Linked DNA regions of Ovis aries: region 1 is linked to region 2. A link is a contact called in public Hi-C data. All regions are on one chromosome and are shown on one strand. Each heading gives the region's core, a stretch centred on a gene start, on an enhancer-like site or on the middle of the called end of the contact. The rest is flanking DNA. Distances are from core to core; before and after follow the strand shown.

Region 1 (4,031 bases), core at 1,185-3,684, 180 kb before region 2:
TAAAAACAATAAATATATTTCTGTCCTTAAAAAACAGAGTATTGAAATCAGTCCATTTTATTCTGTTTTTAAACTGACAGAACAGAATCAGAATATACTTGGGTTTCCCTGGTGGTCCAGTGGTTAAGACTATGGGTGCAGTTTCCATCCCTGGTTGGGGAACTAAGGTCCCCACATGCCATGTGGCACATCCAAATATATATATGTGTGTGCGTGCATGTTACATATATATATTTATATATATACTTATTGCTGAGATCTTAGCTTAGTCTGGTAGTTTCTGGGGGAAACCTAACAATTCCCATTAAGACATATAATAGCCTAGTTGTGCACACACACTTCCTGTTTTCTCAACTATATAAAAGTTAAGTTGTCGACACCATGATCCATCAGTTCTACACAGTTCAGCAGGCATCTTCTAAGAATAAGGGCATTCTCCACTCAGTGTCATGATTATACCAAGGAAAATTAACAATAATTCCATAATATCTGATATCTAGTACATATTCAAATTTCCCAAGTTGTTCTCCCAAATATGTATTTTTTTTCCTAATCTGGATCCAATTGAATTTTATGCATTTCATTTGGTTATTGTATCTCTTAGCCCTCTTTCTGTAAAGGCAGTTTTCTTGCAGGTGCCACATTTTCCATTTAATGCACTAGTATATTACTTAATTCTCTCCCATGACACAGCGGAGAAGGCAATGGCAACCCACTCCAGTACTCTTGCCTGGAAAATCCCATGGATGGAAGAGCCTGGTGGGCTGCTGTCTATGGGGTGGGTCGCACAGAGTCGGACACAACGGAAGCGACTTAGCAGCAGCAGCAGCAGCATGACACAGACGTCATTTGAAAATTTTTACAATGAATATTTTTTATTGTGGTAAAATGCACATAAAAGCTACCATTTTAAAAGTTTTAGTTGTACAGTAAAGTGGCATTAAGTACATTCACGGTTCTGTAACCATCACCACCATCCGTCACCAGAACGGTTTCATCATTCCAAACTGAAATTCTGTACTCATTAAACAGTAACTCCCCACTCTCCCTTTCCACACCATTCTGCCTTCTGTCTTGAGCCGACCTCTTTAAATTCCTCAAATAACTGGAATCCGGCAGTCTTGACTCTTTGCGAGTCCATGGACTATAGCCTGCCAGACTTTTCTGCAGTGGGTTTCCCAACTCCCAACCTAGGGATCTAACCCATGTCTCCTGCATTGCAGGCAGATTCTTTTACCGTCTGAGCCACCAGGGAAGCCCATAAAAGACTATAAATTGGTTTCAGGCTATCTAAACAAGGTCCATGTGACATGTGGTTGCTGTGTTTCTAAGCCTGTTTAGATCCAAGCAGTTTGCTCACTTTTTTTTTAGACGCTTTTGCTTTACTGCAGAATAATTCTTATATGCATGTATTTACCAACAACAAAAATCCATACATTTTAAAGGAACCACGCACTGTATACTGAGGTTCTGAAAGCTGCTTCTAATTTAGAAATACTAGAAGTAGTTAGAGAGACACATTACTTATAAATTCATATAAACCTCATATAGTTACTCTTGGTTCCATCTTTGTCAGATTACCTCATCACAATTTAGCAAACCACAATTTTGGTCTTGGTAGATGCACCCAGTACAGCAGGGGGCAGGATTACCTCCTTCTAGAAGCCAAGGGCTTAGGAAACCCCTTCTAACGTCAATCAGAATAGTTTTCAAGTTAAGCACAAAGATAACTAAAAGAAAAAGTTTTCTCTGAATACAGAGATAAGGTAAATTTCCAGAGAATGTGCTGGTGAGAGGAAACATCTTACTTAAAAAACTATCGGTATTCTGTTTGAAAGAGCAATCAGACTTGGTTTAAAAAAGCGGGTCAGGAGTATCAGAGTGGGTAAGCGAGAGGGTGGACGACTAAGGAAGGAGGGCGAAGAGCCGGAAAAAGAGTCGTCAGCTGCCAGAGAAGAGTGGAAACCTGCTTAGCAGGTAATTTGACGAAATGAACCGAGACGCAGGAGGAAAGTCCCCGTGGCGACTGAAGTCGAGCGCGGGACAAGAGCAGACTAACTCCAGATGTTTGGAAGGCCGTGCTGAAGCCGGTTTTTCCACGGACTGGAAAAATCCTGAACAAGGCACTGGGCGCGGACTCGGAAAACAAGCCTCAGCTGCCAGCCTCCCCGCGCCCAGGGAGTAACCTGCGAAACCCAGGGCACGCCCCAGCAGGTGATTCTGCAGGCGTGACAAGTCTGCTCCCTCCTTCCGTGCCTCCGCCGCGGGAAGTAGTCCCCGGCTGCGCCGGCTCCGAAGGAATCTGGGCAGGGGAGCCCTGAGGCCCTCAGGGCATGAGTCCCAGGAGCGGCGGGCGCGCAGCCAATCCCTGGAAAGAGGGCGTGGCTAACTCTGTCCCGCGGATTCCTCCGCCCGTGCTCGCTGTGCTGAGGCAGAGGGAGTCGCCATCTTGGATGCTGAGTCTTGGTTCCTAAGTGCGTCTCTGCCGTTTTCACGTCCGGATTTGGCCAGGTGAGTGGGCTTTTTCAGGGTCGAGCGTCTTTGTTTTCTTCCCCACACTGCGCCCCGGATTTATAAGTCCCTAGCCAGGGATTTGGACGATTCTGAGGTGGCAGGTGAGGAGAAACAATGATCCTGGGTCAGGCCGGAGGTCGGGCCGGAGGGGCTGCGACGCGGAAGGCCGCCGAAGGCCGGGCTCGGGGGCGTGGCAGGGCCTCGAGCAGCTCGGAGACCGCTAGTCGTGGATGTATGACACCGCCAAACTTTCTTGTCCTCCCTGCTTCGAGCCGTCTCTACTCCGGGGTGGAAGTGTCGCGGCCTGGGCTTTGGCACCCGGCGCGGACAGGGCCAGGCCGGCGCTCTCGGCCGCTGCCCTCACCCCATCTCTTCTGGCCCAGAGAGACTTCGGTTCGGTTGTGTCCCTGGTGCCCGAGGGAGTCCGCGTCCGAGCCGGGCAGCCTCCCCTGGGCGGCGCGGCCTCCAGGGAAAGTACCTGGGGGCTCTGGGCGAAATTGCCTTTTTCTTTAGCGGAAGCAAAACGCGACCTTTGACCCCTTTCGCGGACCCCTTCTTGTGTGATGAGCGGTCTTTTGAGGAGCCTGTGTCTTGTCCTTGCGCCCCTTCTCTTTCAGTTCTCATTGCTCCCTTTCCGCGGTGCTGCAGGTGAGAGGACTGGAATCTCTACCTGCATCAAGTTTTACAAGGATCGGGACCCAAGAGCGCCCGTTTAATAATTAGGTAATAGGAAAGAGAGTCACTTTCACTCATTGTAGTAGTAAAACTGAAATTAAGAGCTGGTCATAGTTTTTCTATTATGCTAGCGTATTCATGATTTTTTTAAACTTTTTATTATGAAAATTTAAAGCACCCATTTTCATCAACGATTATTTTCTTGCTAATCTTGTTTCGTTTATACCCCCATTATGTATTCATTTAATAAAGTAATAGTTAATATATGTGTCGTCGTCGGCCCACCAACCCCCGCCCCTCGCAAGTAGTAGCTTTTTTGACTCCTGTACTTAGGAGAAACTTCCACCGGAAATTTTGTTTTTACAGCTTTCTCAGAACCCCATCTTCTGGGATAGGAATACTTAGTAATATCCTTTTATTCGACGATAAAAGATTGTTTTGAAACCTTAATGTTAGTATTATATTTTAAAGTCACCCAGTTTCCTAAGTCTTCTCATTTTTAAAGTAATGTTACTGTTCTGTCCAGATTGTTGTCATTCTTCCTGTCTTCCTTTGCCTCTGGAATTTCAATGATTGGGAGCCCCAGAATCCCCAGCTCTATATAATCTACTTAATTTAAGCTTTCATTCCTTTAAAATCATTTCCCTGGTAACTCAGCTGGTAAAGGATCCTCCTGCAATTCAGGAGACCCCACTTCGATTCCTGGGTCAGAAGATGTGCTGGAGAAGGGATAGGCTACCCACTCAAGTTTTCTTGGGCTTCCCTAGTGGCTCAGCTGGTGAAGAATCCACCTGTGATGTGGGAGACCTGGATTCGATCACTGGGTTGGGAAGATCCCTGGA
Region 2 (4,464 bases), core at 590-3,089:
TAAGATAAAATTCATATAGGATAGGAGATTGTCCCAGTAATAGGTCATACTTTAAATAGGAAAGAAGATTGCCAAAAGGGGCTTTCGTCAAATAGGAGTGGCAGAACAAATTACTGTTGAAAGGGAAAGTCAGAGAAGATGGATTTGTCCCACCACTAGAAATCAAATGACCAGCAACTTCTGTATTGTTAAGAGAGGAGGAAGCAGTCAACAGGGAGTGTGGAGGTAAGCATGTGAGAGAGTGGGACTGGATAAAAGTTGGAAGGGGGAGAGGGAAATTTCTCTTTAGGCATGGGGAGAGACCATGCCTAACAAAATGTCCACAGCAAAGAATACCAATAGAGAACTGACAAAAGAGGAGGTAAAAATGGACAGATATATTTGGAAAGTTAAGCTTTACCTGTAAGCAAAGGAAAGCAAATTAAAAGATATATCTTTAAAAGTCATTCATTTGGCAAAGATTAAAAAAGAAAAACAGCAAGAGTGTGAGTGAACTGGCAGGCATTTAATACCTGATGGAAGGTAGAGAAATGAAACTTTTCTAGAAAAGAAATCTGAAATACTCTTCGACCAACAATTCCACTTCTGAGAATCCCTAGTAAATAAATAGACGTGCACAAAGATTTGTGTACCATTTATAAGTGTGGAAAACTGGAAAAAACCTAAACAGTCATCAGTAATGGACAGAGGGAATAAATGATAGTATAGCCCAGTGATGTACTAGCACAGTATCATTATATACTGGGTTAGAGACGAATAATTGAAAAACCCTCACGATAAAGAAAAAATTTTTTTATAAAACTGTAGTATATAAAGTGTGCTCCCACTTTTGTACAAAAACCTAACTATAATGCATAAATATTCACATAGAAAAATAAATAAAAATGAAAATGCCAGGGCTTCCCTGATAGTTCAGTTGGTAAAGACTCCGCCTGCAATGCAGGAGACCCCAGTTCGATTCCTGGGTTGGGAAGATCCTCTGGAGAAGGGATAAGTTACCCATTCCAGTATTCTTGGCTTCCCTGGTGGCTCAGCTAGTAAAGAATCCGCCTGCAGTGCAGGAGACCTGGGTTTCATCCCTGGGTTGGGAAGATCCCTTGGAGAAGGGAAAGGCTAACCACTCCAGTATTCTGGCCTGGAGAATTCCACGGACTGTAGGGTCCATGGGGTCACAAAGAGTCGGACACGACTAAGCGACTTTCACTTTCAACTCCGTCAGAGATTATCTCTGCGTGTGAACAGACGAGTGATTTTTACTTACACTGTAGGCGCGCGTCTTTATTTCCCCCAAATATCCGACATATATATTTTTAATGACGCCTGTGGTTGGGCTACTTCTGGCCCACAACTACTGGGGAAAACGATACTTACTTTAACTGTACACGTCACCTCCTTCTCTTCCACTTCAGGGTTGTGGACAACCCCGACCCTTTCTCGAAAAAGCCTACTCAGAAGGCTTTTTTTCCCCTGCCCCAACCGTGGCGGCGACCCCAATTCAAAGTAACCTGGAGCCGTTGCCTAGCAACCCTCTGCCGACCACCAGAGCGGACGGAAACTGAAAACGAAAACGCCCAGGCGCAGTGATGAACGCGCGTTCAGCTCTCAATAACCCAATCAGCAGAAGAAGCTATTCTAGTCACGCCCACCTACCCTGCTCTGACCGGAAGCCCTAGGGTCACCCCCGCCCTCATTAAACCTGACAGGTCTCTTTGCTTCTCCCTCCCACGCCCCACTTACAGGCGGGGCCTCGCCTCTTACACTAAGCATGATTGGTCGCCAGGGGACTCGGAAGTGACTGTGATCAGAGCCCCAGAGAAAGACAGTCTAGTCTCGCATGCGCGGTCGCGTTCTGTGTCGCACCGGGAACAGGCGTTTTCTGGGCTGCTCTCGATGGTATCCTTGGATGGATAGAAGGAGCCGCGTAAAGTATTATGGGACAATAATGGCCGCTTTCATGTAGTTGATTTTGGCTCTCACAGCGGTCTGAGCGAGGAGTTGGCGGCGCTAGCGCCCCAGAATCCCGGACAGCAGGTTCCGAGAGTCAGGCTTGGTGAGGTGAGTGTCCCTTTTTCCTTTCCGACCTTTTCTTCGCCAGCCTTGGCAGCTCCAAGAGGCGAATCTCGGCCTTTCGCTCAAGTTCGGGCCCGGGCTTGTAAAGTCTTGTCCCTGTCATCTAACTTGCCTTACTCACTGTAGGAATGCTGCGCGGGTTCTGCCGGCCCCGGCCTTTCTCCTTGATCATGTAAGATCGTGCACACTAACGCGGCCTCCCAGAGGTCCAGGGATGCTGCCGGGAGTCACCCCGCCCACGTCCTTAGACCTTCTCGTTAGCCCACTCCCAGAGAGACACCGAGCCCAGAAGGGCTCTTTTCGTTTTCTTTTTGTCTGTCACAGTGGTATCTCTTCCAGGCGATATCTTTTAATAAAATGTCAACTCCAAAAAGATCGGGATTTTTGTTTTGGTCTCTTATCTCTAATGCCCAGAACAAGCGATTGGCTCACTGAAGGCCCTCGGTAATTGTTGAATGAATGTATACAGTTTCTTTCTTCATTATTTTTCTTGTGCCTCTGTGGCTTCTTTGCCACTAATCCTTTTTCAGAAGACAACATTTAAACTTCTTGTTTTTCTCAGCCACTAGTTGTCCTGTTTGTCAGATTCTTTTTCCTGTGCTGCTTGGCACCTTTCTTTGCTGTCTCTAGAGATTTCTGGCTCCCTGTTTCCTTTAATCAGTTTAAAATTATTTATTCCTCAAATGTTTATTTTGCTAGGCACCGGGCAATGCAGTCAACAAGACAAAGTTCTCCTGCATAAAAGGACGTTCTAGGGGTATATTTTCTAGTTCAGACATCTGAGCAGAGCATGTATATCTTACCTTCCCGCGAAGATTCCGTCCCATGAGTACAAATGTCACTAAAAGTTAGCTTTTCCATTTCTCTTCTCTGTGTTGGCATTTTCCAAAATGCAGCTCTTGTTTCTGTGTCCAGTCTGTTTGGCTATATTGTGTGTTCAGTCTGTTAGGCTATATTTTTCTATAGAAATGTGCATGTTAATTAGAGCTGTGTAAAGCATTTTGGCTTCTGGTGGTTCTCTTGATAGTTCTTTGCTTTAATGACTTGTTGGAATGAGGGAAATTATTCAAGCACAAAATGGGTTATGTTTATAAGCAGATGGTGTGTAGTGGGAGGTAAAGAGGAATTTGTTATGAGCTGAGTGCCAGGAAATCTTACAGTCACCTAAATACTTTTCAGAAACACCATTTCCTAGCCTGGTGATTCTCATCCAATTTTTTTTGGTGAACTTGAATTGTTGTTAAACAGATTTCGACTGCTGTGAGGTAATTCTTCTCTACAAAACAAAACTGGCCCAGAAAACTCATTTAAGAATGGATCACGTGGATGGTAGCCTTATATGTCAGCAACTGTACTGTATCTGTAGTTTAAAGGAGTAGAGAGTAGGAAGAACTTGGGTAAAAAATGGTGAGGAACCCAATCAGTACCCGAGAGCACAGCAAATGAAATAATGTAACAATGACGTCTATGTAACTGTGGTTACAGAGTGAGTGCTTTCACATATACTTTTCTTGTTTGATACTCACAGTAACTTCATGGATTTAAGAGAGCAAAAAGTACTTCCATTTTTCAGGTATAGAAATTATGCCTAACCAAAGATTAAGATTAATATCTATTTGCTTATGATCATATAGGTAGAAAATGTTGAGAGGGTTCTAACTGAGATTTCTGACTTCAGATCTAGTGTTTCCCCTACACTCCCTTTATAGATGCCATCCTGCTCTAGTAAGTGCTCCTTAGTGTTCTTGTCTGAATGATACCCTCTTGGATCTTGGGGTGTGTATGTGTATGTGTTTATCTATTTCTGATGTGTGTTGGGTGGAAATAGAAAGATCTTTTAAGATTAAGACTGTCAATGAGTTGATGGAAGTCTTGCGAAGAGGTAACTAAAGGAATTCAGGTCTTGAGAGGGAGGTCAGCCCCCCCACCCCTGATATTCATATATTCACAGTTATTTTGGGATGTAGTGGAGCCAAGTCTTTCCCTTCTTACGTCTGATAGCAAGTGGTTTGTTTTCCTTGCAGGGGATCCTGGAGCCTGTCATGGAGGACAGCAGCGAGGATGCCTCACTCCATCGGTTGGAAGGCACTGACGTGGACTCTCAGGTTGGCGGCCTTATTTTTAAGACCAAAAGTGCAGCTAGTGAGCAGCATGTCTTCAAGGCCCCTGCACCCCGCCCTTCATTGCTGGGACTGGACTTGTTGGCTTCCTTGAAGAGGAAGGAGAGAGAGGAGAAGGATGATGGCGAGGACAAGAAGAAGTCCAGAATCTCTTCATACAAGGACTGGGAAGAGAGCAAGGATGACCAGAGGGACGCTGAGGCAGAAGACAGTGACCAGGCTGGCCGAAGTGGCCGAAAAGACAGGTAAAAGCCTTTGGGTGGATTGCCCGGGA

Evidence for each region. Hi-C and Micro-C count contacts between places; a contact is called where the count stands out from the background.
Region 1: a contact with region 2 is called in a Hi-C map of hypothalamus, with 2.2 times the contacts expected there. The contact joins the promoter of IST1 here to the promoter of DHX38 in region 2. A contact is called at or near these places in 4 of 16 Hi-C or Micro-C datasets (hypothalamus, liver, mixed tissues and 1 more).

The regions. Positions count from the first base shown.
Region 1 is chr14:38,725,718-38,729,748 of ARS-UI_Ramb_v3.0, reverse strand. IST1 (IST1 factor associated with ESCRT-III) reads left to right here and starts at 2,434. Exons shown (of 10, transcript XM_060398472.1): 1 at 2,434-3,237.
Region 2 is chr14:38,546,354-38,550,817 of ARS-UI_Ramb_v3.0, reverse strand. It overlaps DHX38 (DEAH-box helicase 38), which reads left to right and starts at 1,839. Exons shown (of 27, transcript XM_027978135.2): 1 at 1,839-2,055; 2 at 4,095-4,435. The coding sequence starts at 4,113. It overlaps TXNL4B (thioredoxin like 4B), which reads right to left and starts at 1,557. Exons shown (of 5, transcript XM_042231880.2): 1 at 1,372-1,557.